Regions from separate parts of the Pan troglodytes genome. Here region 1 is linked to region 2. Evidence: chromatin contacts called from public HiChIP or PLAC-seq data. All regions are on one chromosome and are shown on one strand. Each heading gives the region's core, a stretch centred on a gene start, on an enhancer-like site or on the middle of the called end of the contact. The rest is flanking DNA. Distances are from core to core; before and after follow the strand shown.

What was found. HiChIP or PLAC-seq counts read pairs in DNA pulled down with a chosen protein or histone mark.
Region 1: a contact with region 2 is called in an H3K4me3 HiChIP or PLAC-seq map of stem cell-derived excitatory neurons, with 8 times the contacts expected there. The contact joins the promoter of LOC740871 here to the promoter of CADM1 in region 2. A contact is called at or near these places in 1 of 7 Hi-C or Micro-C datasets (stem cell-derived neural progenitor cells) and 1 of 1 datasets of contacts at active chromatin or transcription factors (stem cell-derived excitatory neurons).

Annotation. Positions count from the first base shown.
Region 1 is chr9:117,712,464-117,718,598 of NHGRI_mPanTro3-v2.0_pri, forward strand. LOC740871 reads right to left here and starts at 1,365. Exons shown (of 2, transcript XM_009424222.5): 1 at 1,062-1,365. The coding sequence starts at 1,217. All of the region lies in intron 2 of LOC104001332 (a long non-coding RNA gene), which reads left to right.
Region 2 is chr9:117,445,137-117,451,029 of NHGRI_mPanTro3-v2.0_pri, forward strand. CADM1 (cell adhesion molecule 1) reads right to left here and starts at 4,480. Exons shown (of 10, transcript XM_009424220.5): 1 at 4,161-4,480. The coding sequence starts at 4,284.

The DNA of each region.
Region 1 (6,135 bases), core at 115-2,614, 260 kb after region 2:
GTGGCGGGGGGAGTCAAACAGGCATTTGAAACTATTGGAGAACAAAGCCAGACTCAAGCAAGTATGGGATTGTGTGCAGCAGATTTTAAGTGCACAGTTCTGGTGGATAGGAGAGTCGGTGTGGACTGCAGTGGTCAAGTTAAGTCTGGAGCAGAGGAGTTGCTGGGTGGATATGCTAATCTCAAGCATAAGGCAGGGGAGTTAAGGATGGGGCGCCCAGGGTCCTTTGTGCAGAGCAGGGCAGCTTGGCTACGGTCATCTTTATTTCCTCGAAGGCCAGACAATCTGCGGGGAACGTGGGGAGGGCTCATCTGTTTAGAAGCTGTGCTTTAGGCAAGCTTGAGAAAACATCTGTCCATCCTTGTCCAAAGTGGGTAGCTAAGGACCCCTGGCAGAGAATCACCCATCTTGGGAGCTCTGAGCACCAAGGAGGAAAGCCCTCCGAATTTGAGCGGTGGTTCTCAATGGGAAAGAGAAAAGGAGTTTGCCCATAGCCAAGGGGAGAAGCTGGAGCAGGGTTAACCTGCGGCTTGGGGTTCAGTTGAGCAGGCTGGGTGCCCGGCATGGGAGGTAGAGGTAGGGAAGCTGGGCCTTCCCTTCATCTTTTCTGCGACCAGGGACGGGTGGCACCTCGTGGTCCGCAGGAATACCTGTGTGGCGGGCTGGCGTTTGGCTCCTGCCGGCTCCTGGAGTATGCTGGGGGTCCACCCCCCGCCTCCCTGCGTCCCCTTCTCCAGCCTCGCCTCCCCCCTGCGCTTCCCGCCTCTGCATCGCCGCCGGCCCCTTCACGCCTCTACCCTGGGCGGGTTTGGGGTAAGGGCCGCGCAGACCCTGAGGGAAGGCCCGAGGTCGCCGGAGCTCCTCCTCTCGCGGCTGAGTGAGGGTCTGGGAGGCCAGATGAAGGGAGCTGCTCGGCTGAGCTGCGGACCAGCGCGAGAGCAGCGGGCAGTGGCGGACCAGCGCCAGGGCAGGGCAGGGGTGGACAGAGGGCTCTCCCCACCCTTCCCTCCTCCAGTGAAAGTACCAGAAGAGATGGCGGCCGCTCCGCCGAGTGTCATTACCGCGGAAGCAGCGGAAGCCGGCGGCAGGAGTGGGCCCGAGAGCCCGCGGCCAGTGGCCTGCGCACCCCGCGCCCAGCGCCCCCACCGCGGGTCATCAGTGTCAGCGTTGACGGGTCCCGGGGAGCGGTTGCAGGGCGGCGGCGGCGGCCGGGTCATCAGAAGCACAGTGGAGCCGCCCCCTGCTTTGGGAGGAGCAAGAGAGCCTCTCGCTTGCCTCCCGCTCGAGCTCCTTCTCCTCTTCCTTTTCCTAGCGCTTCTCTCCCTCCCTCGGCGGGGTCCGCAGAGACAGCTGGGCAGGCGGAGGCTGCGCGCCTCTCGCACCTCCACGCCCACACTCCCGCCGCCTCCCCCTCGGCCTGAAAGATCTGCGTCCACACCACCCTGCACCCAGGGCCTGTCAGGTTTTGCAGAAGTTTGCTGAGGGTCCTCACAGGGGGTCTCCCAGGGGAAGGGGTGGAGGGCTGGAGGGGCGGCGGTGGGAAGAGGTGGCAGACGCCGCCTGGCAACGGAGACCCTACCCTTTCTAGAAATTCAGAACGCAGAGAAACCAGTGCCCAGCCCTGCTCTTCAGCAAATGGTGTATTTCAGCCCGAGTTTCCTTCCGGGGGGTTGGCTGTGAGTGTGTGTGACCTCCCAGATGGCGGCACGGTTCAGATCCCATGCTCCCTCTGTTTCACAGCTGCCAGAGACAGACTCAGGGATTCCGGGCTTTGGAGGAAGGTCAGACCATGGCCTCCTATCTCCTGTTGTCTTCTCCCCTCACTCATCACCCGCTGGCCACCCCACTCTCTGCACCCCACCATGCATACATACTGTAGACCTAATCACTAATTAGCCCAAGGGTTGACTGAGCGTGCTGGTGAGAGTAACAGGCAGGTGGATGGGGAGGTGTGATGCTGCGCGCATAGTAGGTGCTGAAAACATGCAAGGGCACGATGCACATAAGCTAGACAGAGCCCTTGGTCCTGCTGGGTGCTGGGGGAGTGAGATTCAGAGCAGCAGACCATCAGCCGGGTAGACAGAGGTCATGGCCCCAGCAGCTCAGCCCCATTAGCTAGGCTGGTGGGAGGCAGCCAGTGCTTTTGAGGGCTCAGACAATCCCTGCGATTCAAGGGCTGCTCTTTGGAGCTGCTGCCAAACTAATCTCAGGCCTGCAGTCTTGGGCCTTTCCTTTAGTCTCAGCCCACTTGCTGACTCTGCCCTTCAGAGGAGGCCCACTGCCTCCTCCTGGGGCTGAGGATTAACCCCTAAAAACTGAGTTTTGTTTGCAGAGCTATCTCCAAAGCTGAGGGAGCCTCTGGAGTCTCCTGTTCTTGCTGCTTGTTGACTAGGGGGATCCTTGAGGTCAGATGGTGCTGGCAGCAGCTCAGCCCCTAGCCCCAGACACATATTCAGTCTGCAAATACAGCAGGAAATCTTTCTCACCTGGCCCAGCCATCAGTCCTGGCTTGCCCAGCCCTGCAGGGCACTGCCTAGTAGGCCTTTTCCTACAAGCTCAGCCCCACCCAGCTATGGAGCCTGCCCTAATTGGGCTAGGAGGGCACTAGCACCTCCCTTTTACTGGCAGGGGAAGTGCTGTACTCAGATGTCTGCCCACAGATTCAGGATCCAGTATGTTTGTGGCAAACACCCTTCCCTTGATCACCACTAAAGTGGTTCCATTCCTAGTGCTGGGACTCTGCCTTAGTTTCCTAATTAGCACTACAGCCCCCTGAGCTCCAGTCCCATCTGACTGAGATACTGGCCTCCTCTTGGGCCCTTTCCCACCCACATCCCAGGGAGTGGAGCCTCTTCTTCTTGGCTTCAGGACACTACTGAGATCATGGTTTGCCAGGCTGCTCATTCACAGCCACAGCTGTGTTGCTTTTCTGCCTTTGAGGGTCTTTGCTGCCAGCCCCCCACTAATTGTTGGCCTCCCCTTTCCCCATGGGTACCAACTGCATGCTGAGTCAAGCTGAAGATCCCCTGCTCTACTAACTCAGTCTGCCCCCTATAGCCTGTCAGGCTCCCTGTACTGTCTCTGCATCTTCTCTGGCTTGATGGAGAGCAAGGAACAACAGTGAGCTTTACAGTTCCTTCTCTATTTATGTATTCTGCATTATAGCCCTCTAGATTTCGAACCCCTCACCTGGGCTGAGTACCTTACCTTTCAGTAGCCCTGATAGATGAGGCTCTTCTTTGAGAATCTGAGGGGCGATTATGAGTGAGAATCACTCGTAGTGGTTATACCACTTAATTGGGTGCTTTCTTGGAGACAGCTACTGTTCTAGGCACAAGGTAACAGTGGTGAGAAACCAGCAAAACAACCCAAGGTACAACATGAGAGAAGCTATAACAGAGGCAGATGCTAGCAAGAGAGAGGGTGAGTCGGGGAACCTCTGACCTTAGACTTCATCGAATCCGTTAGTCCCTCCCAGTCTAACCCCAAGTAGATAAAGTGGTCAGGGGAAGGAAAGGGAAGAACAAGAACAGAGCTGAACTGGATACAGGGAGCCAGTGTGGGTCGGGAAGCACCCAGATTTCCCACTGTGTGCTTTGTGCTGTGTGGGTTGAGGAGAAAAATAACCCTGTATTTGACTACCCAGAGCTTAATTGCGATGGAGGTAACAGAGTCTTAAAGTAAGTAACTCTAATAGAAGGCAGATGATAAAAGTGCTATAATGGGTGTAATCAATATATTACTAATATATGGGGAAGTGGGCACTTTGCTGAAAAGTTTTGAGGGCGACTTCGTGGAGATTTCCTTGATGATATATCGTTATTAAACATTACTCTGAAATAACCTGTATCTCACACATGGAGTAGGATGGTAAATTATTATTTGCAGTGGATATTTCTATGTTTGGGCACCCTGATATCCTCCCTGGCCACTTTTTTGGTAGTGATAGTATACCTTTTTTTTTTTTTTTTTTTTGAGATATATTTTCCACGCAACTCTCAGCACCTTGAGTTTGATAGGGCTCCCTCCGTCATTCTTCCCCTTCAGGTGGAATTTGAGACTCAGGGGTAAACCCAGTCATCACACTCCAAGGCCTAAGGTTTGGCGATTGGCTCAGGGATGAGTCCATAACCCAACTTGCCCAGTGAGTGTCTGGCTTAGGACTTAGGTGAATTGTTGGGGGATGAGGTAGAGGAAGAGCAGCCTTTTCTCTGTTGGACTTGGGACTAATACAGCTGCTGTCATCTTGCTGCCACCAAGCCTTGAATGACCTGGAGCCAGGACATAGGAAGCCCAGTCAAGGGATGGCCAAAGAGAAACTTGACCCTGGAGAGAGTTTCATGAGCCACCAGCTAGATTCCCAAAGCCAGGCCTAGCCCTGGATTTCTTAATTATACAATCCAATAAATTCCCTCTATTTAGGCACTTTGGTTGGATTTTCTATGACTTGTAACTTATAACCAAAAATGATGTAAGTGATATATGTTTATTGAGCCCCTCCCATGTGCAAAGCCCTGTGCTCAGTGCTTCTAACTATAGCCTTTCATTTGATAGGTAGCTATTACTCTCTCTGTGTTCAGACAAAGAATCAGAGGCTCGGAGAGGTTGAGACTTTGGGAGATAGGAAGATTACCCTGGGACAGAGATTTCAGAAGCTCATCAGGGCCTTAAATGGTCCCAGCCTTCAGGGAAAAATGTCAAGAAAGGAGATTTCAGTAAAATAACAAGTTCTTTTTCCAGATTCTCAGCCCTCTTCTTTCCACTGTTCCTGGCATGACTCTTGGCCCTCTCAAGGCATGAGAAGAGGCAAGACTCATATTGTTGGTAGATATACAGATTCTGTGGGCTGGTAAATTTGTGGTTCTGTTTTCAAGGCTAAGGTTATTGCTGTAAGATATCGATATCAAGGGACACCAGGTCACCTGATCGGGGGGGGAATTGTATGAGGATAGCAAGAAGCTTCAAATGATTATGCCAGCCTGCTGAACCTCATGCAGTCTCTGATTGGCACAGGAAAGATTTCTAATTCAACTCTCCACCTGCCCTGCTCATGCCAGGGGATCCTCCGGGAAGGGTAGAGTTAATGACCAACCTCCTTCAGGAAAGAAAAAGGCTTCAACAACAAAACCCAACAGCACGGAGGGAAGAGACGCAAGTTACCAGCCACAGAAGCTTAAAAAGGAACCCACCCACAGCTCTCGCTACAAATGCTTTTAGCCACACGTTAAATCTTCCCTCTAATGGCACCCCCTGTTAAACGAGATATGTCACCTGACCTGAGGAGGCTGACTTGAAAGGCAAATAGTTGGAAGTGATTCCACACGTTATTAGTGAGAGCTGTTCTCACATTTCCGGCAAAAATAATGGAGCTGAGGTCTGAAGAGATGACTAATACCTCCCCATTACTGACCCAAGGCCGGGCATCACATTGTAATCCTGGCCACTCGGCTGGCCCTTCAAGCATATTTTTCAGTGCTTGTCCTCTGGGTGCTTTCTGCTGGAGGACTCTGTTAATGTTAACCTGGGCTGCCCAGCCATTGAAATGAGGAGGCTTTTCCTTCACAGGACAGCTTTCGTCTCCATGGGGGCAGGGGAGGAAGGGCTAGGGCCACCCAGCGCAGAAATGACCCACCCTGATGACTGGGGTGGTCCCCTGCCTCAAGGAAGAGCTGCATTAGTCCTGTCTCAGACGCCACACAGGAATCTGTCCTGAGCCTAAGTTTATCCAGAGTCCTGTCATATTCTTTAATAGCCTTTACAGGCATTTTACAGCCCTTCCTGTCTGGAAGTTCTCTGGGTTTAATCTCAAGCTCTCCTGTTAAGATGTTAACCTGTGTCTCCTTCTTTTCCTCCTTCAATAGAATAGGAGAATATTAGATGTATACATGTTAAAGAGTGAATTTAACAAAAGCTGACATTTACTGAGAGCTGACTACGTGCCAGTTGCTGCACAGGGTGCCTCGTGTGCATTGGCTCCTTTAATATGTGCACAGACACAGCTATGGCTTGGGTTCCCAGTGACCTTGGGTTGATGTCTCTATCTAATGGACATTTTTTACTCCTCATTTCCCTTGACCTTGCAGTGATAGTCCACCTTCCTGACTACTCTCTTTCATTGAAATGCCCTCCTCCCTG
Region 2 (5,893 bases), core at 3,230-5,729:
TCTCCTTTCTGTGCTGGATTTTCAGTTAAAAATGCCCAGCATAATGGTCAGAACTATTCTTCCCAAGAAAAATGTACAGCATTTGAATCCTTTGGATTTATTTTGAATTTTCTTCATCTGCTGGTAAATTTCCATTCAAATTATAGCATTGATTAGTTTGGCCCAATTTAAGAGAATCCCCACATTAAAATGCACCTTTTGCTAAAAACAGACACACACACACACAAAATCATTTCTAAAATGTAAATTCTAAGTGACCAATTAGGCATTAAAATGTCACGTACAGAAATCCCAAGAGAATGAGACAGTTTATATTCATAGCAATCTTATCAATTTTTAAAGCCTAAAAATCATTTAGCAATATAGGCCAAGGAATAATAAAAATTCACTTATGTATGAGACTAAAATGTACCAGGTGTGGGAAAAAGTCACTAAAAACTCCAAGAGCACCATCAATAAGAAAACAATTTTTGGATGCTGGTTTTCACAGCATTTCTTTCCAAATAAATAATAAGGCTAATGTTATAATTGCAAGACATCTTACCAATCTGACATTCACTATCAACCACTTCTTGACACATGTCATAGAAAAGTGACATCTCTTTCCCTTCAACCAATATATCCTCCAACGACATCAACCTCAACAGGTAGCTAGCATTGTCTTCTGTTGAAATTTAGAGCTGGGAGAAAGGATTTCACAATCTCTCTGTGGAGACCCAGGAATCCGTTACCTTCTGGGATTTTAGAGAGTGTGGAGAGAGATGAGCAGGCAGTGAGCCGGGGACCAACTCCGATAAGAATATGAAGTCAGGAAGTGAGAGAGGAAACGAAAGTGTCCTGCCTGTTGGTGTCTTCCCTGTCCCACTCCCCTTTACCAGGAGGGCCATTGGGGAAAACTGGATAAAGCATGTACAACATCCATATGAATAAAGCTCTTTGTTCCAGAGAACTGCCTGCTCTTTTATTCCCCCCCTTTTTCGTATTTGTTCATTTCAAAAGATTGCTCAATGGGTCTCTTGTTCCTCCAAAACGTCCCAGGCAAATAATGCAAGCTTGTCTCGTCACACAAGTCACTAAATGAAGCCTTGTGCGTCTCCAGTGACACACTGTAAATATAAAGTGGCATTAATGAGGGATATTTTATCAAATCTATCACAGACAAGTGCAAGTCCCTCCTGCGGCTATTCAATCTGATGCAGGGAAAGGCAACAATAACAGGGCGGCACTTTTGTAAAGTCTCTATCCCCGGTTTGCAAGCCCCAACAGGCCAAAGCAAGCAAAAGTCAGCCCCCCTCCTTCCCATCACCACCATAAATCCCCCATCCACCAGCCATCTTCTCTAATCCTGAAAATGATAAGAGGGGGGTGATCAGCTACTGGTTCACTCGGGATCGTAAACAACATCATGCATGCACCTTGAACGTAACAGGCGTGATTAACACTGGAGTGAGCTTAAGCAAACCCATTTTTACTGCATTTCATTAACATCCATTTCATCCAAACATCACAGGAGAAATGAGAGGAGATTTTCTGCGGGGGATGGATGGCTTCAGTTACAGGAGAAAACAGAACCAGGACCCACGCACGATGGTCCTAATTCGCTTTCCCAGCAAGGATGTAAACGAAACAAGCCTAATGAAGTCAGATGCACCAACAGGTTTCTTTAACCCTGGGAGCGGGAACTGGAGGCCTCTGAGAAAGCTTAAACAGAACTGAGGAGGAAAAGTCCCTTGGTGCCCACCTGAAATTTACCCCTGGGGTATGGGACCCCGGAATGAGCCAAGACCTCCTCTCAAACTCACCACGAAATATATATATGCATTAAGAGAAAAAAATTAAGAAAGTCATCTCATCCCCTCACTACAAATCAAACCCAATTACTTTCTAATTTGAACACAATCTGATAACCAGCATACAAACAGGGATGTACACAAGAGCAAGAAGCTGCTTCCATGGTAACTGGCAACAGAATTTTCATGTAGCTTTGACATGCACGGTTGAGTTCCAGACCGCTCCTAAGTCAGCATATATCCCTCGCAGGGAAGGCAACTTCTCACCGCGAGATAGTTACAAATATAGTACCGTTGCTACTACCCGGTGCCTTCAATGAGCAGTCTTGACAGGGGAGGCATAATCTAATCCTACTTCTGCTGCCAAGCGTCATTGCACGACTCCCATTTTTAGTCAAAAAGCAATATCCCCGACCACAGCTTTCCACCGCCCCCCGGCTTTTTTTTTTTTTTTGCAGCCAATACAAGTCTATTGTTGCCTCTATTATGCGCCAGTTACCGAGCCTTTACTCACGCTCACGTTTAACTGACACTGGCGCTTTTTACAATGCAGCAGCACGAGGGATCTCTTTCAGGAACATTTTATTGAACCCATCCAGTCAGAGGCATCACCTGAAATGAAGTTGTAACCACACCGGCATCGGCTGAACCCAATTATCTCGTAACTCATAAATTAAGAATTCACAGAGGAAAAACACATAAACAACATCCGGAGACAGTGGCATGGAAGAAAAAAACCCTCAGCGCTGGAATTGACGCTGCTGCCAGACGCCCCCCAATAGGTTCCCCAAGCCGAGCTCCTTTGCAAGCCTATTTTGGGGGCAAGCAGCCAACCCGGCGTCCCCCAAATCTCAAGCTAGCACCCCTACACATCCCCCGTCTCCTACAGCGTGTCTCCTGCGGTGTTTACATAACTGTGTGTCCTCTAGCGTGTAAACAAAAGGCACAGCCCAAGCGGAGAGGCGCCCCTGAAGCGGCACCGTGGCCCCAACGCTGTGCCCGCCCGGGCCTGGGGCTCCGCAGGTGGGGGCTGAGCTCTCGGCGTCCTCCGCCACTTGTTGCTCCCGGGTCCTGCAGCTCTGGAGCTGCAAGGAGGGGCTTTGCAGGCTCAGAGCCCTGCTGCATCCCCTCCTGCATCGCCGCTCGCACCCCGCGGCCCCGTGCCACTCGGTCCCGGCGCCCGCCTGGAGCCTGCAGCAGGGGCCAGGGGACGCCGCGCGGCTGCCAAGCGCGGCGAGGTGGCGGGAAGGGAGGCTGGGTGCAGCACGGCCGGCCTCTCCTCTGGGGAAGAGCTCCGGCTCCCTTTTGTTAGCAAAAGCAAACACTGCCCTCTTCTTTCCCGACCGCGCCAACGCGCCCGGCACACGGGCAGCCACACATCGGGCTCCAGCCGAGTGCTCGGTGTCTTCAGGGAAGGCACCGGGCGTGCAGGGCCGCCCCTAGGCAAATTCCCAAGACTGCTCTTCACGCAGGGAGCGCGCGGAGGCCCGCAGGGTGCCCGCCTGGCCGCAGAGGCCGCGACGCCCCCTCCGCCACCCTCGGGCCGCCGAAAGAACAGGCAGCCGGGAAATCCCGTGTCCCCACTCGTGGCAGAGGACGCTGTGGGGCGGGCGGGCTGCGGGCTCCCGGCGCCTTCCCGCAGAGGCGGCGACAGCGGCCGCCCCCCCCGCGGGGCCGGGCCGGGGAACTTTCCCCGCCTGGAGCCGGGCCAAAAAGACCCGCAGCAGAGCCGAGGGGGCGGAGGGCTGCGAACGGCCGGAGGGAAACACGAGAGGCGTGCAGTTTGGGGACAGGGGAGAAAGGCAGAGCGCGTTGGGGGAAGGGGCAGGGGAGATCAGACAAGTCTGGGGATGTCCTGGGGACCGGGGAGAAATCACGCCGCGGGCGGCTGGGAGTCAGCCACCAGGAGGCTTCGGGGATGGAGAACTGGGGGGGTCCTCTGGAGAGGTGGGGGCGAATGGGCAGCCCTGGGAGGTGGGAGGATCTGCAAGTTACGGGGAAAACGGCGAGTTTAGAAGGGTCCGGAAGGGTTGAGGTTGTCTTTGAACCATCCCCTTCCCCCATGCTTTACAGCCCCCGGGCCCCCCATTCTCACTCCACTCTGCACCCCGCGCCAAGCCGGGGAGAGAAGGTGTGGGTGCAGCCATCCCTGGGGACTCTCATTCACACTTAGCCGGGCAGGGGAGAAGGGGCTCACAGATCCCCTCAGCCCCTTCCCTCTCAGCCCTGAGTTTCCTCTCCACACTCCCTCCGCTTCGGATTTAGGAAGTGGGGGGAGGTTGTCATGGAAACGTTTCCCCCCCTCTGTGGCTAAGGCTACTGGGGTGCCTTCGGAGATTTAGGGGCCAACCGGTCGGTGCCCACACCTACCTGTGGGGATCAGTGCCGCGGCGGAGAAGAGCAACAGCAGAAGCCGGAGCCGGAGCCCGGGAGGCGCCGCCGCCGCCGCTGCCGCCGCACACTGGGATCCGCTCGGCAGCACTACACTCGCCATGTCGGGCACCTGCCTCAGACTGGCGGCGTTGGCTGCCTCCAGAGCCCGAGCGGACAGCTAATGAGATGCTAATGACATGCGCTGGAGGCGGAGTCCGGGCAGACCAATCACAGCGCCGCGAGCCCAACCCGGCTCTTGGAGGGCCTCGCCCCCTCCCCCACCCCGCCCCCTGGCGCTGGCGTTCGGCGGCGCGCCCGCGCCACCTAGGGGCGGGGCCAAGGGGAGGGGCGTATGCAAATATGTTTATGTTAAAATTCGGTTTTGCTTTCCCCGGATCAAGGAAAAAGTGTTCTCCCGGGCGCCTGGCGTGCAAGGACTCGGGCTCCAGGGGGCGGGTCTAGCTTCTTGTACACCTTTATTAGGAATGTTTATAGCAATCGCTGTATCAGACCGACGACTGGAGAATCTCCCTTAAGAGGGTCCTCTGTCCCGCGCACCGAGTGCATCTGGCCTAGCGAACCAGACGTTGCAAATTTCCGTCACTCACCTTGCACCGAAGGAATAGATCTTTGGGAACGGGGGCTGTGCGGGAGTGGAGAGTAAGAAGGCAGGTCCCCGGATTGACAAAACAATCTGGGAGAAGTGCATGCGTGCTTTGCACGTCCGGCGGAGCGGGAGAGCCCGCTCAACAGCCTAGCGGTAGACTCGGGGATAGTTGGAGAAGGCAGCCGTAGAGTCGGGTTCTGAGATTTTCCAGTCGGTCTTTTTGCGGCAGAATCTCGGGAAAGGTAGATCGAGGAGGGTATGCTCAGGCTCCTCCGCTTGTCGAGGGTCTCCTCCCTGGTTTTAATATATAGGTGTGTGTTGAATATATGTGTGAAATATTTGTAATATTAGATATTTAAGATTACACAACAACGGAAAAAATTAGTCAAGGCTTCAGGTGAAGAGCGGGGGTGGTGGGAGTTGGGGAGAGGGAGTGTGGTGAAGGCAGGGTCTGCCGTGTTCCTCCTTCGGGGCTCAAACCCTCTCACTCCTCCTCTGCGCCCCCAGCCCTTCCTAAGGAAGCTGGGGACCAACAGGTGCTCCGAGCTTCCCCTGTCTCTGGGAGAGCCTCTCCTGCTAAAGCGACTTGCATCTCCGGACTCACTCTCCCTCCCCGAAATTCTCTTTGCTTTCTTTTCAGCCAGGCAGCCGGCTCTCTTGTTTGTCTGCTTTTTAATTACTTATTTTCTTCCCCTCTAGAAGATCGTGTGCGCTCTGACCCTCTGTTGCTCAAGCATCAAATTGAAGGACGAGCCATATTAAGTGTAAAGGTTTATAATAATTTAAGTATTCATAGAATGCAGAACAATAAGATGTAGGAAATACAATTTGCATAATAAATATCAATATCACAACAGCTAAAACAAACCATGACAAATTATCTGTGGCTAAATGACCAAGAGATTACTGAATGTAAATTGCTAAGTCTGAGCTATAGTCTAGAAGAGCTGCACCAAATGACTTCCCCAGCCTTCTGTCCTCATCTTGCTATAAAATAAATAAATAATACATATCAAAAAGGAAGTCATGATCTGCCAACCCACCAAATGAGTTACACTTAAAAACAGCCTCCTATTATCCATTATGCATAAACTAATTTCGAGACTGCCCGGTCTTCACAGCC